Regions from separate parts of the Danio rerio genome. Here region 2 is linked to region 1. Evidence: chromatin contacts called from public Hi-C data. All regions are on one chromosome and are shown on one strand. The core of a region is the stretch at or near the end of the contact, and the rest is flanking DNA. Distances in the headings are between cores, read along the strand shown. Region 1 holds the start of zmp:0000000979. Region 2 has its middle 14 kb from the start of als2a.

Evidence for each region. Hi-C and Micro-C count contacts between places; a contact is called where the count stands out from the background.
Region 2: a contact with region 1 is called in a Hi-C map of embryo, with 2.5 times the contacts expected there. The contact joins the enhancer-like site here to the promoter of zmp:0000000979 in region 1. A contact is called at or near these places in 2 of 18 Hi-C or Micro-C datasets (caudal fin and embryo).

What each region holds. Positions count from the first base shown.
Region 1 is chr9:13,486,096-13,493,152 of GRCz12tu, forward strand. zmp:0000000979 reads right to left here and starts at 3,674. Exons shown (of 29, transcript XM_068223562.2): 1 at 3,168-3,674; 2 at 1,821-1,952; 3 at 1,280-1,549. The coding sequence starts at 1,922.
Region 2 is chr9:13,758,323-13,765,379 of GRCz12tu, forward strand. No RefSeq gene overlaps it. Among named protein-coding and RNA genes, the nearest start is that of als2a, 14 kb to the right of the region's middle. Within about 2 kb of position 4,514, at least 12 of the 62 cell types and tissues checked have an H3K27ac peak or open chromatin away from gene starts, as enhancers often do.

The sequences.
Region 1 (7,057 bases), core at 2,424-4,923:
GCGCAGTAGGTAGTGCTGTTGCCTCACAGCAAGAAGGTTGCTGGGTCACTGGATTGAACCTCGGCTCAGTTGGTGTTTCTGTGTGGAGTTTGCATGTTCTCCCTGCCTTCGTGTGGGTTTCCTCCGGGTGCTCCAGTTTCCCCCACAGTCCAAAGACATGCAGTACAGGTGAATTGGGTAGGCTAAATTGTCCGTAGTGTATGAGTGTGTGTGTGTGAATGTGAGTGTGGATGTTTCCCAGAGATGGGTTGCGGCTGGAAGGGCATCCGCTGCGTAAAAACCTGCTCTATAAGTTGGCAGTTCATTCCACTGTGGCGACCCCGGATTAATAAAGGGACTAAGCCGACAAGAAAATTAATGAATAAAATGAACAAACACAATAGCAAAATGATGACATTATGCACACATAATGCATGAGCACTTGCCAACTAAAACAGCAATGGCAGGATACAGGAGGGTTTTTGTGTATTTCTTTACATGGTGACAACCAGCTTTATTAGCCTGACATACATCATAAGGTGCTTTTAGTTGTTTTTGTGCACCTGTATGAAAGACAAAATATGTCCCAGGAGCTACGTTTTTTTTTTTTGCAGTTTTTGTGAATCCAACAGAGGGGGCTGTGTACACTTTTTCAGATCTCAAATTTGTAGGCCGCTACCGAGTGTCTACTGACTGAATGACTGACTGATCGACTGATCAACTGATCAACTGACCCACCCTCCTCCTTCCTTAAACCCAACCAATAGTGTTTTCAAAAGCACCGATTGACCACCCCATCTCCTTCCCTAATCCAAATGATAGTGTTTAAAAAAAACAATCCAGAAAAAGAAAAGCCCCCTGATTTTTACCATGTTTTCAGATTTTACCACATTCTCACCCTGTTTTTTTTACTTGTGTGTTTTATTTTTTGGCTTCTGTTTTTGTCTTACCTTTCTGGAACTGTTCTTCATGGAACTGGAACCCTGTTGTCATGGTCAACTCAGCCCTGCTTATCAAGTTTGACAACATACATGTCGAGCTACCGACAAACTGGTAACAGTGGAAAAGCCATCCATACGGAGATAGGCGGTAATCTGGTAAGTGCCAGAGGGTCATACTGCCCCATAGCCTTTGTTTTAAAGTTTAAATGCAGCCAAACGCAGCTCTGGCAACATAATTTGTGATCTATAGAAATGTATATAGGGCTACGTTTTCAGAATGAGCTTATATTGGTAAAAGTAGTAACATTTGTTGTACATGTTTACATTTTTAGAACCGCTACTCTACTTCACAAAAGTACCTTCTTTTTTCCAAAGGCCAGAATCGCTCCAGTCAGGTCTTGCAGTGTGTGCAGCTGCTTCTCAACTTCCTGTTTTGGGCAGCTCTGAGCCTTCCTCTTCCTCTTCACCTGGCCAGATTGATATGCGTGTGCCAGATCTTCTGAATACAGAATAAGAGGTCCTCTTCTCGTACTGTAGGTCTTAGGAGGTACCGGCTCCAGGCCTCCAAAAAAATGTCCACTCCTGGTGAGACGCAGCAGGGGAGGCTGGGATTTCCAGTTAAAGTAGTCCTAGTTTCGAAAAGACCCTGTTTTCATTGACTTTTTTTTGAGTGCATTCAAATAAACAAACCGTTTGTATGTCTGATCTCGATTCTGTGTAAAAACTGCTAAATGAAACTACTTTGACCCATTTCAGGCCATTGTGCCAGTTTATACTGCTGTAATTTCTGTGTAAATTCATTCATGCCAGCTCAGAGCTGCATTAAAACAGTCTGTGTCAAGACAAACAAATTCTACTTTCAAACATATGCCGTGTAAATTTGGCTTCAGAAACGCTTACCTCTGGTTCAAAACAGACCTCCAGTCTTCCATCATGACCGTCTTCAGCTGGCACAAACTGGGCATACCCACGACTCAACAATGACAGGACAAAATCTTTCATTGTGGAGTTGAATGCTCTTTAAAATGAATGCTGAAAAAAAAGTGATCATAGTTTTTAAAATCACTTCAAATTGAGTTCAACTTTGTAAAATTGATAGTGCTGCAACTGTAATGCATAAAATAAAGGTTATTTATTGGCATATACTAAAGGGTTTCATGAAGACAGGGTGTTTCGTTGTAGTGTAAAAAACTATATATATATATATATATATATATATATATATATATATATATATATATATATATATATAGAGAGAGAGAGAGAGAGAGAGAGAGAGAGAGAGAGAGAGAGAGTTTGCATGTTCTCCCTGCGTTCGCGTGAGTTTCCTCCTTGGGGCTCCGATTACCCCCACAGTCCAAAGACAGGTGAATTTGGGTAGGCTAAATTGTCCGTAGTTAATGACTGTGTGTGTAAATGTGTGTGTGGATGTTTCCCAAAGATGGGTTGCAGCTGGAAGGGCATCCGCTGCGTAAAAAACTAGGTTGGCGGTTCATTCCGCTGTGGCGACCCCGGATTAATAAAGGGACTAAGCCGACAAGAAAATGAATAAATGAATAAATTAATGAATAATAATAATAATAGTAATAATAATAATAATAATAATAATAATAATAATAATAATAATAATAATAATAATAATAATAGTAATGTAGCGCTAAACGATTTTTAATTACTCTTTTGTAAATGAAGTACATTTGAAAATTCAAGAATAACAGCAACAGCCTTACTATTAAAAATTGGTCATTTTTTTCTTTTAGGGTCAGTAAGATGACCTCACTTCCATCCGATTCCACTAGGTCCTAAAGCTTTTGATGGGTTATTTTCACAATCTAATGGCTTAGCAGTCAAAATTGAACAAATGAGCCCATGTATGGGACAAATTCTGAACCTTTGTCAGTGGGGGAGTGGGTCTTTCGAACCACCCAACCTCCCCAGGCTACGGGTCTGTTTATTAAAAGTGTAAAGAACCTTTTAATAAAATAAAAGATTCCATAGGTGTAAAAATATTCTTTGTGGGACCATCACCACCAAAAAAGCCATACATTTAAGAGTGAAAACCGAAAGGTAATATACTGTCAATGGAAAGGCTTTTTTGGGAAACTAAAATAAATCATGTTTGTTATTACTTTAAAATTATTGCATTGTAGTGTTTTTTGTTTCTTAGTTTCAAAGAACCTGAAACAGCATAAATTAAGCAAAGCGGAGTCAGCATTTTCCACAGTTGTTCAACACATTTATACTCACTGTTGTTGATTGTGTCGCAGGGCTCGTCTCCTCATTGAGCATTTTGCTTTAATTCAGAATGCATTTGCTTGTTCGCTCAGCATCCCCACCCGCTGCTTTTTACATGCTATAGAGCAATTTCGTCCCATGTTGTGAATGTCTGTGTTTGCTGAGTTTTTTCTGTTGCCAGGTTCTTCACAGCTCCTCTCTACAGCACTGTTTTCATGTTGCCTTGGTTGCAACCAAGCAATTACCCCCTCCTGGTCAGACCAGCAACTCTGACTACCTTTGCTAAACCTGCCAAAAATACAAACAAATGCTAAATGAGAGCTTTTGTGAATAACTTGAGCCAGGGACTCATCCTGTCATATGCTCAGGATAGTACATCCCTAATTATAGTGTTATTGACTGAGCCGCGAGAAGCAGATTTTTGCTTCCTTTACAGAAAACCCCTCCATCAATCAAACTGACGGGAGAAATTGTTCAAATGTATGACTAAAAGACCTGCAGGATGTCCTTAAGTAATGTGACAGGATACCGTGACAGTTTGAGAAACAAAAACATACGAGACATTGAAAGAAAGGTGGAGAGTGGGGTGGGGTGGGGGGGGTGAGGTTATTGCGTGGTGTGTGACAGCAGGTGTTATTGTGTCTAACAAACATGTTTGGGATCAGCATATTGGGGAAAACTGTAGATTTAGGTCTCATTTTGTTAATGCTAACAGAGATAGTTCACCCCAAAATGGTCATCATTTACTCACTCTTCACTTGTTTGAAACCAGTTTGAGTTCTTTGTTCTGTTGAACACAAATTAAGATATTTTGAAGAATGTTGGAAACCTGTAAAAATTGACAGCCATTGTATAAAAAACAAATATGAAACCCAATGGTTACCGGTTTCCAACATTGTAACATGTTTGAACAACATATTTAAAACATTCTATGTTATTTTTAGTGGTTCAAATGTAACCTTATAAAGCTCCATGAACACTTTTGTGAGCTGCTGATAAAGCAAAAAAACATCTTTGGTAATGTTTTGCTAATGTTGTATGTCTTAGGTCAGGGTGCGCGTTTACTACAGGCAATACAATGCTTGAATGTTGTGCTGGAAATACATTGTGCTGCCAGTAGTATACTTGTACCATAAAAAACTGACACGGAAGAGAAGACAACGGCAAACAAAGTCATATTTACAGTTTTTTTTGGCACACCAAACTGTTGAATGTCTTGGGACAACTGCTGGCTATGGAGGATAAGAGAGCTCTCGGATTTTTTCTGAAATATCTTCATTTGGATTCCAAAGATGGTCTCTGATTTCATCAATCTTTTATCCAATATTTTTATTGATTTTGTATAGTATTTAATTTTCTCACAACACACATATTGAACAACATTTTTAACACACTGTAAAAAAATACATAAATTTATGTTATTTTTCTGGCAGCATTAAAATACGGCTGTTAAATTACAGAAAATGACCATAAAATAACACGTTAAAGTACAGAAATTTACCATAGCATAACAGACGCTAAATTACAGAAATTTGCTGTGGAATAGATGCTAAATTACAGAAAATTACCATAGAACAACAGACGTTAAATTACAGAAATTTACTGTAGAATAACAGATGATAAATTAAAGAAATTTACCATAGAATAACACACGCTAAATTACAGAAATTTACCGTAGAATAACAGACGTTAAATTACAGATATTTACCATAGCATAACAGGAGCTAAATTACAGAAATGTACCGTAGAACAACAGGTGTTAAATTACAGAAATTTAACATAGAATAACAGACATTAAATTACAGAAATTTGCTGTAAAATAACAGATGTTAAATTACAAAAAATTGCCGTAGAATAACAGATGCTAAATTACAAAAAATTACCATAGCATAAAAGATGCTAAATTACAGAAATTTGTTGTAGCATAACAGACGTTAAATTACAGAAATTTGCTGTAGAATAACAGACGCTAAATTACAGAAATTTGCTTTAGAATAACAGACGTTAAATTACATAAATTTACAATAAAATAATAGACGTTAAATTACAGAAATTTACCATAGCATAACAGATGTTAAATTACCACAGAATAACATATGTTAAATCACAGTAATTTACTACAGTATAACAGATGTTAAATTACAGAAATTTACCATAGAATAATATACGTTAAATTATAAAAATGTACCATAGAATAACAGATGTTAAGTTACAGAAATTTACTTAACAATAACAGACGTTAAATAACAGAAATTTACCATAGAATAACAGACGTTAAATTACAGTAATTTACCACAGAATAACAGATGTTAAATTACAGAAATTTACCGTAGAACAACAAATGTTAAATTGCAGAAATTTACCGTAGAATAACAGACGTTAAATTACAAATATTTACCATAGCATAACAGGAGCTAAATTACAGAAATTTATCGTAGAACAACATGCGTTAAATTACAGAAATTTACCATAGAATAACAGAGGTTAAATTACAGAAATTTACCAGAGAATAACAGACGTTAAATTACAGACATTTGCTGCAGAATAACAAATGCTAAATTATAGAAAATGACCATAAAATAACAGATGTTACATTACAGAAGTTTTCTGTAGAATAACAGACGTTAAAATACAGAAATTTACTGTAGAATATCAGACATTAAATTACAGAAATTTACTGTAGAATAAAATATATTAAATTACATAAATTTACTGTAGAATAGCAGACATTAAATTACAGAAGTTTACTGTAGAATAGCATACATTAAATTACAGAAATTTGCTATAGCATAACATACATTAAATACATAAATTTACCATAGAATAACAGATATTAAATTACAGAAATTTACCACAGAATAACAAATGTTAAATTACAGAAATTTACCATTGAATAACAGACGTTAAATTACAGAAGTTTGCTTAAATTTTATGTTTAGGTAGATTTCTGTAATTTAACTCAACTTGTAATTTAACTTAACTTTTTTGTTAAGCCTCAGATGGTGTATTTAAGGTGCTTGAGTTTAAGATGTGATAACACTTCTAAAATCAGGGTTTGTGGGATGGTGGGTTTGCTTTTTTCCACCATAGAAGAATCAGGCATCTGGCATGGCCAATAATGAAGAGAAGGCAGAGATTGCATGATTAGCTGATAGGTGCATTTTTTCTAGCACTGCACCAAAAATTGTAGTCAAAAGGTTAGGATCCATATCTTTTACATATAGATGTTAATGATTTAAAGATATCGGTCCAAAATGTACCTAATCTAGGGCATCCCCAGAACATATGACTCCGATCTGCTGGCTCCAAACCACATCTTCACATATAAATATGTGAAGCCTATGAAACACCCTAAACTGTAGAAGACCATGTGTAATTTCTAGTCCCAGTTCCTCTTCCCACTTTTGCTTTATAAGACCTATAGGCATGGGGAGGCAGTTCTTTGAATCACTTCATATAACATGGACATCATATGCCTTTGATAGGGGTCCATATTTACCAATTCATTTACAATTTTAGTTTGTATTCAGAAAACATCTCAGAGGGTTTTAACAGCATGAGGGCGAGTAATTAATAACAGGCTTTTCATTTCTGGCTGAACTAAACCTTTTGTAAATGAATCAAAGGTAAGTTACAGTGAAATACTGTTAATAAATGGAACCTTGTTGTGAAGAGATTGGCTCTTATGCTCTAACATTCTCAGATCTGTTAGAGGTTTAAACTCAGCGTCTGTGAGTTTACTGTAGAGTAAATATGTCTTCACTTTGCTCTGGATTCCTCTGAACCACAGCGCAGGCCTTCATAACCACATCTCCATGTGCCTTGTGTTACGTGGTGAATCGTTTTATTACTCTATGAGATCATGCTTTGTGACGGTGAGCAGAACCCTGGTCTTACCACCT
Region 2 (7,057 bases), core at 3,264-5,763, 270 kb after region 1:
AGCTTTGATTTTGATGAGAGCAGCAACTGGAAGCCAGTGCAAAGGGGTGAGTAGCAGAGTGACATGTGCTCTTTTGGGTTCAGCTATTCAACATTTCTAGTACCATACACAGACGAGTCTAAAACAAGTCTAAGTGTCCTCGAACCATACACAACAATGGAAAACAAGTTTAAATGTCCTTACATGCAGTTGGTCTCGTTGCTAAAGTGCTTCTCCTGCCAACTAAACCTACTGTGTTCAATATATAGTATTTACTATATATTTAAAAACTCTTTTTTTTTTTTTGCCTCCACACTCTTAGAAATAAAGGTATGCAAGCTGTCACTGGGGTGGTACCTTTGTACTTGAAGGGTTCATGTTGGTACCTCAAAAGTATATATTAGTTCCTACACATTTTTAGAAGAACACTTTTTTTTTTTTTTACTTTTTAGGTACTAATATGCACCCTTTAGGAAATATGGACCTTTTAGCTACAAATTTGTGCCATTTGAAAAGGTACCACCCCAGTGACAGCTCACGTACCTTTATTTCTGAGAGTGTAGTAACTTGCCTTATACTGATAAATTGATTGATTGGATTTTGGTCTTCATTGAATCATTGGCTTTGCTCCCATGCCACTTTTAAGCCAACTTTGAGTCAGTTATTTCAAGTAATTTGATATAATTATTATTTTGCTGTAAAACATTAATATTGTACATTACTTGCGCAAAATAAAACAATAAGAAAATTGGCACTGTTCACTAAAAAAAAGTTGCTAAAAGCACAATATGTAAGATTTTTTTTACATTAAAATTACCAAAAAACACTAACAGTCTTATATATTTTGCTGACTTATGAATATTATCTCCATTGTTGTCTCTTATCAGCAATTGCTTCAATGGCCTCGTTTAGCTTTACTCTGCTTTATACTTCCATGATTTTATAAGTTTTGAATGCTTACACTCATCCATGATCATGATTTCTGCAGGAGTCCTGTAGGATCTAATGAAGATGGCAACTCTTATGATTCCACACAGGGTGCACTACATCATCAAACTGCACCCGCATCAGTGGTTATCAGCTGATAAATATGGGCCAGTAGGGGCCTGTTGGTAGGCTCAGAAGGCTGTTATCATCCATTCACATGGTTAATCAGCTATACTAATAAAGAAAACTCCAGATATAGATCTGTTTTTACATTACTGTAAACAGTTGGGTTTAGGGTGGGGATAAGGGTAGACGTTAATAAAATACAATTATTGGGAAATTTAATAAATAATATAAATAATTCTTGTTAATGTCCAGCCACAGTCGTATGTAATCTAAAGCTGATTGACCATGTGGATGGATGATAATACCCTTCCGAGCCTACCAGTAGGCGCAGAAGCCCCCTAGTGGACTATATCTACAGGTAGCCACTGATAATGCCCATTCAATCAGGTGATAACATTCGAATCGGCGGCTTTGTTTGTTGTGAATGCATGCCATTTAGTGGTGAAAATTTCATTTTGTGCCTTTACGAATTAGAAATAAATGCAGTAAGACATTGACTTTTCTAATAGATCTTCCTTCATTCTCATCCTGGATGAGTTTGTTTGCCTCTGCGTGACTCCTTGCCTGCCCTGTGCTCGGCCATAGAAAAACTGTTTTGTGCTCGATTCAATCCCTGTACTGGCACAATCCTGTTCTCACACAGCGCACACACCACCTGACAACCTCATAAAAGCCCAGAGCTCAGGCAAAAGAGGGTTTGGACCGGAGGTTTACAAGTTTGGATGGAGTTCTTGAGCATTGCGGGTCACTGGAGCATGAGGGAAGTACTGCTCATACCACCCCAGCTTTAATCATGTCTAAATGTCATATCAACCGCAGATGTGCATTCCAAATGTGAAAATAATGAGGTGGACAGAACAGAACAACGCTTCAACTTCTCTAGAGGAAACTGGTTTGCACATGAGCTTTTGTTGCTGAAAATCCTTTTCATTTCATTTTGTTGCTGAAAAAACTTTTCATCATCCGAATTTATTACAGGTCATTTACTATGTAATATTCACACAAAAAAAAACATTCACCGATCACATTTTTAGCACAACAAAACAAAGGGAAAAAATGCATTACAAGATAAATATAAGTTTTCTAATGTTCCAAAACTATAGTTTTATTGTATGTAGCTTTTTGTATAATGAGACCTGATATACATACAATATAAAACCATCTAAGAATATTTGATAAATTTACGACTTATTCATTCATTCATTTTCTTTTTCGGCTTAGTCCTTTTAATAATCCGGGGTCGCCACAGTGGAATCACCACCAACTTATATAGCATGTTTTTATGCAGCGGAAGCCCTTCCAGCCGCAACCCATCTCTTGGAAAAATCTGTGGGGGAAACCAGAGCACCCGAAGGCAACCCACATGAACGCAGGGAGAACATGCAATCACCACACAGAAACGCCAACTGACCCAGCCGAGGCTCAAACCAGCAACCCTCTTGCTGCGAGGCAACAGCACTACCTACTGCACCACTCCGTCGCCCTTACAAAAAAAAAAAAAAGTAAAATATCTATATGCAATGTGTGGGTGAGAGAAGGAGATAGGTGAGAGATTTAAGTATTATTTAATATCAAATAATATCAAATACTATTTAATATCAATATCTAATTAATTCATTCGTTTTCTTTTAGGGGCGAGGCAGTGGCGCAGTAGGTAGTGCTGTCGCCTCACAGCAAGAAGGTTGCTGGGTCACTGGTTCGAACCTCGGCTCAGTTGGTGTTTCTGTGTGGAGTTTGCATGTTCTCCCTGCCTTTGCTTGGGTTTTCTCTGGGTGCTATGGTTTCCCCTACAGTCCAAAGACATGCGTTACAGGTGAATTGGGTAGGCTAAATTGTCCATAGTGTATGAGTGTGTGTGTGAATGTGTTTGTGGATGTTTCCCAGGGATGGGTAGCGGCTGGAAGGGCATCCGCTGCGTAAAAACTTGCTGGATGAGTTGGCGGTTCGTTCTGCTGTGGCGACCCCGGATTGATAAAGGGACTAAGCCGACAATAGAATGAATGAATTTTTTTTTAGGTTTAGTCCCTTTATTAATCAGGGGTTGCTACAGTCGAATGAACCACCAACTATTCCAGCATATGTAAACCGCAGCAGATGCCCTTCCAGTAGCAACCTATAACAGGGAAACACCCATACACTCTCATTCACTAACATACACTTCAGTCAGTTTAGTCTATCGAATTCAACTATAGTGCATGTGTTTGGACTGTGGGGGAAACCAGAGCACTCGGATGAAATCCACATTAACACAGGGAGAACATGCACACAGAGATGCCAACTGACCCAGCCGGGACTCAAACCAGTGACCTTCTTGCTGTGAGGTGACAGTGCTAACCACTGAGCCACAGTGTAGACATTTATTTATTATTATAATTTTTCTTTTATGCCAAAAATCATTACAATACAATAAAGTACATGTCTTTGGACTGTAGGGGAAATCGGAGCACCAGGAGGAAACCCATGCGAACACAGGGAGAACATGCAAACGCCACACAGAAATGCCAACTGACCCAGCCAGGACTTGGACCAGCGACCTTCTTGCTGTGAGGTGATCGTGCTACACACTGCGCCAACATGACGCCCATAGTTAATAATAAAATAATAAATTTTTTCATTTACACAAAAGTGAAAGAACTGTTTAAACCTTATAAACAACAGACTCACTCCAGTTTGTCTAAATTACTTTTAAATAAACATGAAATACTGAATTTTTTGATGTTGTTGTTGTTAATATGGCAGCAAGTACATACGATACATTCTATAAAATAGCATGTGTGGAAATGTTTCTAACCCTCTGTGCTTTGCTCACCCCTAAACCTACAAACATTAGCCATTTTTATTCAATAGAGATAAAATAAGATTACACTGGATGTACCTCTGCAAATATAAAAAGTAACATTATCTTCTCTAAAATTGCTAAAAACATATTCAAAATCGTTGCCTCAGCACGATCAAACTGACTGTGTGGATATTATCAAATTTCATGTGGTTCTTGTAAAGACCTTTCATAACTCACAACAATCAACTAACGAGATAAGGCTTAACATGACTCCTAACTATTCAGTAGGAGACTCTGGCTTTACAGGAAGTAATGATTTAGGACGGATCATTTAAACTTAAAGTACGACTCTGCCTCGAGCAGTCCAAATCATAGCACATATGGCTTGAGTCAAACATATAATATGGCCAACGCAGGTAGAGAAGATAGCAAGAGGAGACAGAAAAGTTTTCCCTTGGTAAAAACTCCAATATAAAAAGACCAATATACTGTATGGGGCAACATTCAATATTCTCAAGTTACATGTCGGCTCAGCAAGAGAGACTTAGTGTGTATGACAGGTGATTTCGCACAGCCGTCTTTCAGGGAGACGTGTGTGTTTGTGAGGGAAAGAGGAAGGCGAAGCAGGGTTGAGGCCTCCTCTTTTTTGGGGGGCCCTCTGTAGAATCTCCTCTTTCATCTGTGCACCTGTTTCTCATTTCCTGCTCAGGCATGTGAGGGCTGTTCAGTCCGCCGCATTTATCAGGAGACCGTCCCTCTGCCTTCCTCCAGCAGCGTTCTCCATATAATCCTCAAGTGTAACAAAAAAGAACATCAGTAAATAAGTTTTCCCCAAAAAATCTTCCATTGTTTGGACAAACAGACAAAAAGGAAACAGGTACATGTGGCTAACATTAGCTTTCTGTTTATGCCATGTAATGCTTTTATAATAATATACCAATGTTTCATATGTCATTTTCACCCCTGTAAATGACGTAGGAGCCAGTTTAGTTCCCATCAAATGGCATTTCTACTAAAATCATTCCCAGTTCCTGTGATATAAACATGCCAAAAAGCTTGTTGCAATAGGTTGCAACATACAGTAGGCTCATTCTGAAAACGTAGCTCTATTTACATTTCTAAAGATAGTGAATTATGTAGCCAGAAGATCATATGGCTGCATTTAATATTTTAAACGAACGCTACGGGACGGTATGATGACGTTTCTTTTCACGCTTAACAGCTGACCACTTACCTTTATATGGACAGCTATCCGGCTGTTACCAGTTTTTTCCAGTTAGCTCGCCATGTATGTCAGCGGACTTGAGATGCATAGAGGAGATGACCATGACCATAGGGTTTGAGTCTGGAGAAGAACGATTTAAAAAAAAAGACAAAAACAGAATTCAAAAAATAAAATAAAGTAAATAGCGGGGTGAGGATGTGGTAAAATGTGGTAAAATCCATTTCAAATCAATTTGTCGGTTTCCAGAAATGTGTAAAGAGGTTATTTATTCAAATTAAGTTATAAAAATATTATTTTAACATGTTTTAGAATATTCAAAACAGTTTTTAGGTGATGCACAGAGTTGAAATTATTTTTGTTTTTATAAAGTCATAAATTATAAAGTTTGTTTCATGCTAAATTGATGTTATCAAGTGTCATTTGAAGCTTCGTATTCACATTCACATTACATTAATGTTTTAAGAATCAAAATTCTATTTAAAAGGTTATAGTGGAAATCTTAAAGAGGATTTAAATCATACAAATTTTAAAGATGTATTAACATTATTGTTTGGTTATAAGAATGTTATTATAATGTTTATAACATATAGCATACCGAAACTGAGTCTCGACTTTTCTTACTCAGTGTACTGTCCAACCATAATAAAGGCAAAAATACTAAAAATAAGTATAAAAAATTAAAGAATGCTATTTAAAAAAAAGAACATTCCAGTCCTTTCCCAGAGATGGGTTGCGGCTGGAAGAGCATCCGCTGCGTAAAAACTTGCTTGATAAGTTGGCGGTTCATTCCGCTAAGGCGACCTTGGATTAATAAAAGGACTAAGCCGACAAGAAAATGAATGAATGACCATTTCAGTCCCATGTTATAATAATGTTCTTAAAATGTTAATTCATTCATTCATTTTCTTGTCGGCTTAATCCCTTTATTGATTCGGGGTCGCCCCAGCGGAATGAATCGCCAACTTATCCAGCAAGTTTTTATGCAGTGGATGCCCTTCCAGCTGCAACCCATCTCTGGGAAACATCCACACACACATTCACACACACACTCATACACTACAGACAATTTAGCCTACCCAATTCACCTGTACCACATGTTTTTGGACTGTGGGGGAAACCGGAGCACCCGGAGGAAATCCACGCGAAAGCAGGGAGAACATGCAAACTCCACACAGAAACGCCAACGCCACCTTCTTGCTGTGAGGTTACAGTATACTGCGCCACTGCCTCGCCCTCTTAAAATGTTAACTGAATCTTAATTAGAATGTTCTATTCAAATGATGAAAAGATTCAAATGACATGCATTTAAACAATTAGCGGTACTGTAGTTCCTATATTGTGTGAAGTTAGATCCTCTGAAGTAGCCAATTTATTTCCCCCAAATGGCATTTCTAGAACTAATATCTTCCTCAGTTTGTGTGGTATGAAGATGCAAAAAAGCTTTCTACATTTGCTAGTAGCTGTACAATCGGTAAAAAAAGCTCCTTTAGTGCAAAAATCCTCAAGTTTGTTAAAATGTTATATTCCTTGCTGTAGGTTGTTGGATCAATACAATAACAAAGACATACTGTAGCTTAGTGAAGCTGTGAAAGAGCACGGAACCATGGGAGTTGTCCAATTCACCTTCACTGCCAGTGGAAATAATAAAGATAAAGAACCACAAATTCAACCCAGGCCCATTCTGATAATGAAACCTCTATATACATTTAAGGAGAGAACAAAATACGTCTCAGGAGCTATGTTTTTTTTAAGTTTTTGTTTTTGCGAAAATCACCAGAGGGCGCTGTGTACACTTTTTTAGATCTCAAATTTCTCTCACGAGTGCTATTCGAACCTGCTGTTCTCACTTAAATCCACCCGAGGTCGCTGTTGACTTACTGTCTTCTGACTGTATGACAGACTAATCGACTGACCCACCCTCCCCCTTCCCTAAACCCAACCAATAGTGTTTTAAAAAGCACCGATTGACCAGTGACCACCCTTTTCCCTAATCCCAATCAACAGTGTTTGATATGATTTTT